Regions from separate parts of the Mus musculus genome. Here all the other regions are linked to region 2. The links are chromatin contacts, called in public HiChIP or PLAC-seq maps. All regions are on one chromosome and are shown on one strand. Each heading gives the region's core, a stretch centred on a gene start, on an enhancer-like site or on the middle of the called end of the contact. The rest is flanking DNA. Distances are from core to core; before and after follow the strand shown.

Region 1 (2,910 bases), core at 341-2,840, 580 kb after region 2:
CTGTAATGAGATCTGATGCTCTCTTCTGGTGCATCTTAGCTGCAGTGTACTTAGATATAATAATAAATAAATCTAAAAAAAAAAAAAGAAAGAAAGAAAAAACTAAACTTCAAAAAAAAATCTGCTTTAAGTTCACTGAATGGTCTCTGGCAGAAATGCTTTTAGTTCTATGTCACCTGGCTATCACAATAGAAAAACTAACTAGATGATGGTGGGCTGCATTAAAGAGAATGCTAGCAAGGAACCCTAGCCTCTTATGAGCTAACTCAGAATGCCATCTCCACAGTATTCTGTATTCCTGTTTATTAGAAGCAAGCCACAAGGCCATCTCATAAACAGCAAGGGGTTACATAAAGCCATGAGAATCAGGCGAGAGCATCATCAGGGGATAGTTCAGAGTCCGCCTGCCATGGTGAGTGAGCCATAAGACAGCAATAGAAATGGCTCAGACTGCAGCCAGTGCTGAGAGCAGAGCCAGCAGCCCCAGCATATTCTCCAGCAGCTCTGTAGCTGCAGTCTCAGGGAACAAAGAGCTGCTCAGCATCTGACTTAAAATATCAGACTACTAACCTTGGAAGCCTAGCAAGGGCTAAGCAGGATAAATACAAAGAAAACTACATCAAGTCACATCATAATCAAATTGCTGAGACCCAGTGATAAAGAGAAAAGTTTGAAAGCACCGTAAGAAAGCGGCTGTGCACATCGAAGAACCATGATAGGAATGATCGCCGACATCCCGTCAGAACCAATGCCAGCCAAAAGACAAAGAAGTGGCGGCTCTAACACACTGAAGTAATATCTACCCAGAGTCTGCATTTTCCCAAGTGGTCCTCAGCTGAGGGTAAAGTAAACTAAAGACATTGCAGACAGCCAGAAAGTGAAGTTTGTCACCACCAAACCAGTGCAAGAAGTGCTGAAGGCTGGGGAGAGAAAACGCGAGGCAGAACCCAGCTCTCCCCAGGGGAGAAGCCTCAAGCTGCTGCCCGTGCCTGGCACCTGCATAGAATGAGCCAACTGGAGGGAGGGAGCAAGGCCTTGGGCTGGGGTGGGCAGTGGGAGGGCAGGCTGAGATAAACAGTTTTTAGGGTGATGGTTTGAATTCATGTTGGGAACAATAATTTAACTGGTAGTTAGGTGAATTATCTCCCCAAAGGGAAAACCTTCATCCTTTCTTGCTACATCCCCTTAAAAGTTGGCCAAGTGTACTTCACTATTATATATTAAATTTTGTGAAAAAAAGTGAAACATTTTTCTGTGTTCCGATGTATCTATAATATATTTTTAATTTTTCCACAAATCCTGAAATATCTGCCCTCTGGTTCTTCATAGAAAAAGCTTATTTGTCTCAAAAGATGAAAGTATAAAGACAAAGGGACCCTTTCATCTATCAAGCAAGTGCTGTGAGTTCCCACATGTCTCCTAACTTGTAGCAACTCTGGGATGTGTCTACATGCTATAGAGCCCTAGGTTTGTTGGACTTTATCTTGTGGTGACAAATAGTTCATTCTGGAAGTGAGTGGCCTGGGGCTACACAGAAGTAGGAACAAAGGTTCTGTCCTGCTTGTGCTACTGACTCAGCTAAGGACTTCCCATGGAAGTCTCGTGACTCAGCCTAGTGTAGCGGTTCCCAGCCTGTGAGTCACACCCCTTTGGCAAACCGTTATCCTCAAAAATATTTATATTACAACTCATAACAGTAGCAAAATTATAGTTATGAAGTAGCAGCAAAAATAATGTTATGGTCAGGGATCACTACAACGTGAGGAGCTATATTAAAGGGCCACAGCATTAGGAAGGTTGAGACCCACTGTTCTAGGGAGTGATTTTCTAACAAATTTCGACCATGCTTGGGTGCCTAGATTTTCCTCTAAATCTTGTTAAATGCAGGAAGTTAGCACAGAAGAGAAAGTAAGTAGTTAAATAATAAAGAGGAGGATGGGGAGACCTGCCAGGAGTTGATCACAGAATAAAGTCAAATTGACAAGTAGAGAAAGCAGGAGACAGCCCAGTGTGGTAACTCAGGTATGGGGACCAGCACCCAGAAGGCAGGGACAGGAGGAGCAGGAACTCAGTGCCATCTTTGACTACACAGTGAATTAGAGGCCAGTCTGGGCTCCATGAGTCTCCCCAAAATCCAAGGGAGGGTGGGGCCTAAGGCAAGGCACAGAAGTATAAAACCGTTTTGTTCCAAGCTTGGAGCCTTGTATGGACTTGAGGAAACCATGCTGTTCCGAGTTTCCACATAGGAGCGTGATAAAGTAATCCTTCCAGGCAGGCAAAGGGCTTATGGGGAAGAGTGGATGGTTGCATGTGCACCTGCACCATAGAGGCAAGCTCCAGACCCATGGAGAGACCCTGGTTCAGGGGAATATGACAGTGAACAAGCAAGGCACCTGGTATCCTCTGCCTCCACATCAAGTATGGACATAGACGCACATAAGCGCACACACACATATACACAAGCACACACACATACACATGCACACTTTTTTTAAGTGTGTAACTTCTCATTTCCTCTTACTGGAGAAAAAGTACATAATATGGGATTTTAATGCTTAAAATAGAAAGGAGTATTGAAAGTGTAAACACGGGCTGGTGAGATGGCTCAGCTGGTAAGAGCACCCGACTGCTCTTCCAAAGGTCCTGAGTTCAAATCCCAGCAACCACATGGTGGCTCACAACCATCCGTAATGAGATCTGACTCCCTCTTCTGGTGCGTCTGAAGACAGCTACAGTGTACTTACATATAATAAATAAATAAATCTTTAAAAAAAAAAAAAAAGAAAGTGTAAACACAAGGAGAATCATTCAAAGTGCTCCTAAACTATTACTTGTTTTGATGTTGTTGTTTCTTTTTGTGTTACTGGGGATTAAACACAGAGCCTTATGCTCTCTAGGCAACTTTATCAC
Region 2 (2,803 bases), core at 88-2,587:
TTCTCCTTGGCTCATGATGGAGCCAGTTCCTCTGCACTCAGGAAAAGGTGAAAACCAGAACGGGCCTGTGATCTAGGCAGAGAGTGAGATTGCTTGCCTGTGCTTTAGCTGAGATCTTATTAGCCTGGGCTCTAGCTGAAATCTTGCCAGCCTGTGTTCTAGCAGGGATCTTGCTAGCCTGTGCTCTGGCTGAGAGATCTTGTTAGTCATCTCTTCCTTGGCACCATGTCTAGAGCCCCGTGGGATGTTGCTGAGCTGGGGAAGTCACCTAGAGTCCTAAGCATGTGCTCACCTATGGGAGCAGCTGGGGAAAGCCAGAGAATCACAGGGGCCAGCTCAGAAGCTGGAACCACCATAAAGTGACAAGCTCTGGGCTCTGCGGCCCAAAAGAGGTCCAGTGAAGTCCTTAAGGAGAGAGAGCGGTAGCTGCCGTACCAGGATCCCACCTGTGTAACCAGGGGTTCTGGGTAGTCCCAGGTAGCTCTTCTGGGTAGTCTGACGACCAGAATGTGCCCAACTGGGATCCAGATAGGGACTGTAACATGAGCTGACTATGAGTTAGGTCACCATCAAGAAGGGCTTGCCTGAGGGCCTCTGTGTTCCTTCACTAAGACTCTGAGAAAAGTTTTTTGTCAACAAGTAGGTGCAGATACATGTCGCCCTGAACATAGCCCCATTTCTACACCTGCTGTCTATAGGACACATGGCTGAGTCTGTTCCTGCACCTGTAAGATGTGAAGTAATGCCTCCCTCACAAGATTGACCTGAGGGTGCTATGAGGGTCCTGGCTGAGCATGCGGCGCGGCCCATGAACACCTTGTTACTGAAAATCTGGCGAAAGGGAAGCAACCTCACGGAAAAGTCAGGACAGCCCTAGGATGTGAGGGTAATGCACATCTCTTCTCTGTTCCTTATGCAACAAGCAGCAGGAGCAACAGCCAGAACCTCCCTTGTCCGACAGGCCAGAGTCAGTATGGGTTCCGGAACCATGCAGGGAATGTAGGCCTGCATCTATCGTCCTGTGGACACACATAGATGGCTGCATCTGATAGCTGTAGCCAGGTAACAAATTACCCATATCCAGTCATTTACCGTTGCTTAAAACATTTGTTTATGAGCATTCTTACTGGCCAGAGGGGTAGCTCTTCCGGCCTTGGCAGAGCCCACTGAGGGTCAGGTCAGAGCTAACTGGTTTCCGTCACAAGTTTGGAGAGCTAGTCAAGGACATCCTGGACTGGGACAAGGGGCCTTCCTCCAGAGCTGTCTCCTCTGTCACTCTCAGGCTACAAGGAGAAGATGAATCAGCCATTTCTGCAATCAATCTGCTGCCATGAGTGAGGGTCGAATTCTATTTCTGACTCACTGTATTTGCTGTGTGAGATCACACACGCGCCTTCCTTCTCTTAGTCAGTGTCTTTGTGGGCGAACAGGTCAAAGCACTCAGAAAAATGCATTCTGAGAGCCAAGCCGGCGCCTAGTTGGGAAAGAGAATGACGTGGGTGGGTTTGTCTGCTCCTGAGGGTCTGACAGCTCCCCACTGTGCCTGGGCCTGAAGGGGCCCGGTTGGGGGTCTCCTCCCGCCCCCCATCTTGCCTCCCTCTCAGGAGCCCTCCTGCCGAGGACTCTTCAGTACCCGGGGTCTTAAGGATACTTAAGTAGCAAACTATGTGTTGATAATAAAATTTGCCTGCCTCTCACAGACATCCAATTTGCTTACCATCCAAAGAGAAGCGCTGGGTGCCTGCTTCTGAAATTGTTTTAATCTCTGCCACGGAGCGCTTCTGGCAGGTTCTTCAACTGGAAAATAGGAAATGAGTTAGAAACAATGGAGGGCCGTGAATAATCTCACTTAAGATGTTTGATCTATCTGGGGAGGAGGTGAAGTTGAAATCCATTTCCTGGTTCACAGCCAGACAGGGAGGGCGGGAGTGGGGGATGGGGTGGGGGGATGGTGCAGAGCGGCTTGGGGAGGTGACTAGCCAGGGCCTCACTGGTCCAGCTATGGCCAAGACAAGGGCTCCACACCTTTGTGATGCCTGCAGCCCTGGAAAACCCCAGGAAACTTCTCTGTACAGATGGAACTGACCTTTCGATGTGAGAGGATTGACTGCTCACTGCCGCAGCACCATGGCTTGTCTCCACCATAGAACTCCAGACCTGAATAAATATACTTCCGGGCAGTGAAGATGGCTCCATGGGTAAAGGTGCTTGCTTTGCAAGCAAGAGGATCTGAGTTCAAAACTCCAGAACCTGTATAAATTGCTGATCGTGGTTGTGTGTGCATCTGCACCCCCGACATTGTTGGAGATGGAGGCAGGATCCCTGGGGCTCACTGGCCACCAGCCTAAATCCAGCTTCAGTGAGAGAGCCTGTCTCAGGGGACTAAGGCATAGGATGATGGAGCAGGACTCCTGACACCCTCCTCTGGTGTCCACATACATTCACGCATGCTTGTACCACATCCCACATATAGGCATAACACACACACACACACACACACACACACACACACACCATTCCCAGTGTAATCTACCCAGGACCAAAAAGGAGTGGTAAAGATGATACAGTACATTCATCCCATGACTACATCTTCACAAGATCTGAGGGTCCCGAGCACCCAAGACCTCCTTTCAGATGTGGCAATAGGCCAAGAGTATATGAGTACTATGAATGAGGATAGGAAGAGAGGCGGCTATGGAGTCTATGCCCTCTCTTTGAGTAGTACTCTATCCAGGCAGATGTGGAAGGGTACCCTTGGCAGAGAAGCCATGAGAAGTGATCTTCCCTCTAAGAAAGCCATTGC
Region 3 (3,030 bases), core at 400-2,899, 520 kb after region 2:
ATTTAACTACAGGGTGTTCTAAATATGCTGGTATCTGTCTCCTGGTTCAAATGCATTCGAAAAGATGGGAGTGGGGTAAATACTTGCTGGAGCAAATGGGGTCAAGTGTTAGGTATGGAATGTGGCAGTAGGTACCTGAATTTTTTGTGTACAGTTGTCAGCTTTTCAGGGCTACCAAAGTTAATAATAAAATGGAGGGTGGGGAGCTGGAGAGGTGACTCAGTGGTCAAAGCATGTAGCCCGTAAGCCCAGGGAGCGCAGCCGTGTAAAAGGCTAGATGCTCACTGCACACGCCGCTCCGCCCAGCGCCGGGAGGCAGACAGGCAGAGCTCAAGAACAGGCTGCTTAGTTGGTCTAGACAAAACAGTCAGTTTCTGGGGTAGTGGGAGACTTTCAAGCCAATAAGACAGAAAGCAGCACGGGAAGATACCCAGTAGTGTGGGATATTTTATTTTTCTATACATAATATGTTAAATAACATTTGAGGTCATGGTTTCCTTCTTTCATTTACCCGTGGCTTTAACTTTCCATGTAAAGTTACAGATTGATAATAATTATTACCACTTACATCAGCACTTTTCAAACACATATTTTAGTTGGCTGTTAGTTTCATTTTATATATGGAGTGACACTAGAGCTAAGAGAGGCTACACAGTAGTAATGAATAACCTGAGACCTAAACTCATGGGTCCCTGTATTGTCCTGTTCACGACTACAAGGTGTGTCCTCAGTACTGGGTTCATTTCAGGACACATAGCTAGCTCAGTGGAGACATGTGTACACCCCTCCCCTAGAAAGATCAATCTGCTTCCTTCTAGAATGGGAGTGTGATGCTGTAGGAAAAACCTAGACTTTGGAAATAAATCACCCTGAGTCCTCAGCAGCACCTCTGATAAGCTGTAAAATGAGACAAGTCATGAACCCCTTGCAGCCTCAGTCACAGGCTCTGAAAAGGTTGTAGGATTGCCGGGTGCTTATAAGATATTTAATCTATACAGAGAACTCAGTGGAAGTCACGTGTTGTCATCACCCTTGGGCCTAAGTTTCTCTGGAGGTGTTGCTTTACTTTGTTTCCATTCATTGACCTGGCTTTTGCCTATAACTTTATGTTTCCAGCAAGTTAAGTCTGTAGGAAACTTAATGTGATATAGAAGGAGCCTTGTATTGCACTTGAACTTGAGGCTGCTGGAAGCACCGTTTCCAAGAAACAGCTGCTTTCCTAACAAGGATGCCCATGCCATGATAGAGGAGGATTGATATCACAAGACTCCTTTGTCACACAGCTTATGTCATCAGCTTCCTGTGCCAGAGAGTCTGGAGGTAAAGCCAGCAGAAGGGTGCTGCCAAGGAACTTACTTATTTACAAGTGGCATTTGCATGTTTCTGTGGTAGAGAGAGGTTTAGCACTTTGCTGCTGCTTCTCAGGAACGGCTGCATGAAGAGGATATCATGAGAATGACTGTAGGATTACTACAAGCAAAGAGGCTCGGGGTGCTGTGTCTGTCTCTGGGAAGAGTATGAGTCTTACCCCACCCAGCACAAGCAGAAGACCCTTTCTACAGGCATGCCAGCCTTCTGTGGATCCTCTTGCCAGCTGGAAGAATTCTTCCTCTGCCAAGATTGTGTTAGCTACTTTGCATAAAACCACTCCTTTACAAGAGTTAGCCCACCCCAGCAGACTTCTCCGAGACCAGCCAAGCATCCTCCACAGTGTTCCACTGCTTGCAGAGGCCTGACACAAGAGCCATTTTCCTCCATAAGCAGCTCAGAAGGAAGTTTTCAGCAGCTGCAATATGACAGCAGAGCTCTTCCTTTTCGGTCAGTTGCAGCTGAAAGAACTTTCTACCATGTACCTGTGATTGCTGTGGAAAGGTGTGTCCTCAGTACTGGGTTCGTTTCAGGACACATAGCTAGCTCAGTGGAGACATGTGTACACCCCTCCCCTAGAAAGATCAATCTACTTCCTTCTAGAATAGGAGTGTGATGCTGTAGGGGAAAAGAAGCTGATATCCCAACACTTGAGAGAGAGGAGCAAAAGGATAAGGACTTCAGTGCCAGCCTGGGCTCTGTGAGTCTCAGAAACCCAAGCAAGAGCTAGTCAGTGAGGCTGTCTTTTTCTTATTGTGATAATGTCTAGAGACAACGATAGTTTAAATTCAGGCCAACAGCATTGGGTTTGCACCAGGAGGCAGCTATCATCCACACCTGCCTCTGTGACTCCCTAGGTCACAGGATGAAGTGTGGGGGTGCCATTTTGTCATCAAACTAGTTTTCCACAGGGAAAGCCAGTGAGATCCAAGTAAAGCTCTAGTGCTGGAGGAACTAGAGTGGCCTTGGGGCTCTTCAGTATTCCTAGAGACTGTCACTACTAAGTCAAAGGAATACCAGACCATAGCAAAATGTGAGTGTGCTGGGTTTTCCCCTGTACTACATTTAATAGTGGAACAATATGAATTAAGATGAATTACAATTTAAGTAAAACAAACAAACGCACTGAAGGGTCACACAGATTTTTCAAGCATCAGTTGTCAAAAGCATCCTTAGTGCTCAGTAAGTATTCCAGCAGCCTCTGCTGTGCTGGGCAGCATGGGAAGAAGAGAGTAAAGCAACAAGATGTAAGGACAGTGGTTCTTGCTTGTAGCTTCACGTGTCCGTCTGTGTTTCTCTAGCGTCAGTCGTGCCCTTACTTTCTCTTTGTTTCCATGAGCCCCCTGTCCTGTCCACCAGCACTGGACCAGGCAGTAGGAGCTGGGCAGACTCCCAAAGAGTGAGTGACTCTGCCTGGCTCAGTGGCTGGGAAGGTTGGCAGGTCTCAGAGCCTCAGCCTTGTAGCATCTTGGCTTTGCAGCAGCAGATCTGGAACTGACACTGGCAACCTGATAATCTTGCCAGATGTTGATGACTACCTTTCTAAAGACAAGTATGATCAGATCCTTTTCCTTTGTCAGAGGGATGTTGAACTTAAGTAAATTAATTGTGAACAATAATGATTTCCTTTTGGTTTGCCAGAACTTTGGTTGGCCCAGAGGT

Evidence for each region. HiChIP or PLAC-seq counts read pairs in DNA pulled down with a chosen protein or histone mark.
Region 1: a contact with region 2 is called in an HNF4G HiChIP or PLAC-seq map of pancreatic cancer cells. The contact joins two enhancer-like sites. A contact is called at or near these places in 1 of 484 Hi-C or Micro-C datasets (the N1E-115 cell line) and 1 of 115 datasets of contacts at active chromatin or transcription factors (pancreatic cancer cells).
Region 3: an HNF4G HiChIP or PLAC-seq map of pancreatic cancer cells shows a contact between it and region 2. The contact joins two enhancer-like sites. A contact is called at or near these places in 2 of 15 datasets of contacts at CTCF or cohesin (large pre-B cells and pro-B cells), 6 of 484 Hi-C or Micro-C datasets (CD8 T cells, the HL-1 cell line, the N1E-115 cell line and 3 more), 3 of 115 datasets of contacts at active chromatin or transcription factors (the NIH/3T3 cell line, embryonic basal ganglia and pancreatic cancer cells) and 1 of 9 other capture datasets (embryonic stem cells).

What each region holds. Positions count from the first base shown.
Region 1 is chr2:34,608,126-34,611,035 of GRCm38.p6, forward strand. The region is part of intron 10 of Mapkap1 (mitogen-activated protein kinase associated protein 1); the gene reads left to right. Among named protein-coding and RNA genes, the nearest start is that of Gm34372, 29 kb to the right of the region's middle. Within about 2 kb of position 1,591, at least 48 of the 459 cell types and tissues checked have an H3K27ac peak or open chromatin away from gene starts, as enhancers often do. A contact at or near this core is called in pancreatic cancer cells, where this site is marked.
Region 2 is chr2:34,029,729-34,032,531 of GRCm38.p6, forward strand. C230014O12Rik (RIKEN cDNA C230014O12 gene) reads right to left here. Exons shown (of 4, transcript NR_130173.1): 2 at 1,718-1,797. Among named protein-coding and RNA genes, the nearest start is that of Gm39793, 69 kb to the left of the region's middle. Within about 2 kb of position 1,338, at least 36 of the 459 cell types and tissues checked have an H3K27ac peak or open chromatin away from gene starts, as enhancers often do. A contact at or near this core is called in pancreatic cancer cells, where this site is marked.
Region 3 is chr2:34,544,947-34,547,976 of GRCm38.p6, forward strand. All of the region lies in intron 7 of Mapkap1 (mitogen-activated protein kinase associated protein 1), which reads left to right. Among named protein-coding and RNA genes, the nearest start is that of Gm34178, 29 kb to the right of the region's middle. Within about 2 kb of position 1,650, at least 44 of the 459 cell types and tissues checked have an H3K27ac peak or open chromatin away from gene starts, as enhancers often do. A contact at or near this core is called in pancreatic cancer cells, where this site is marked.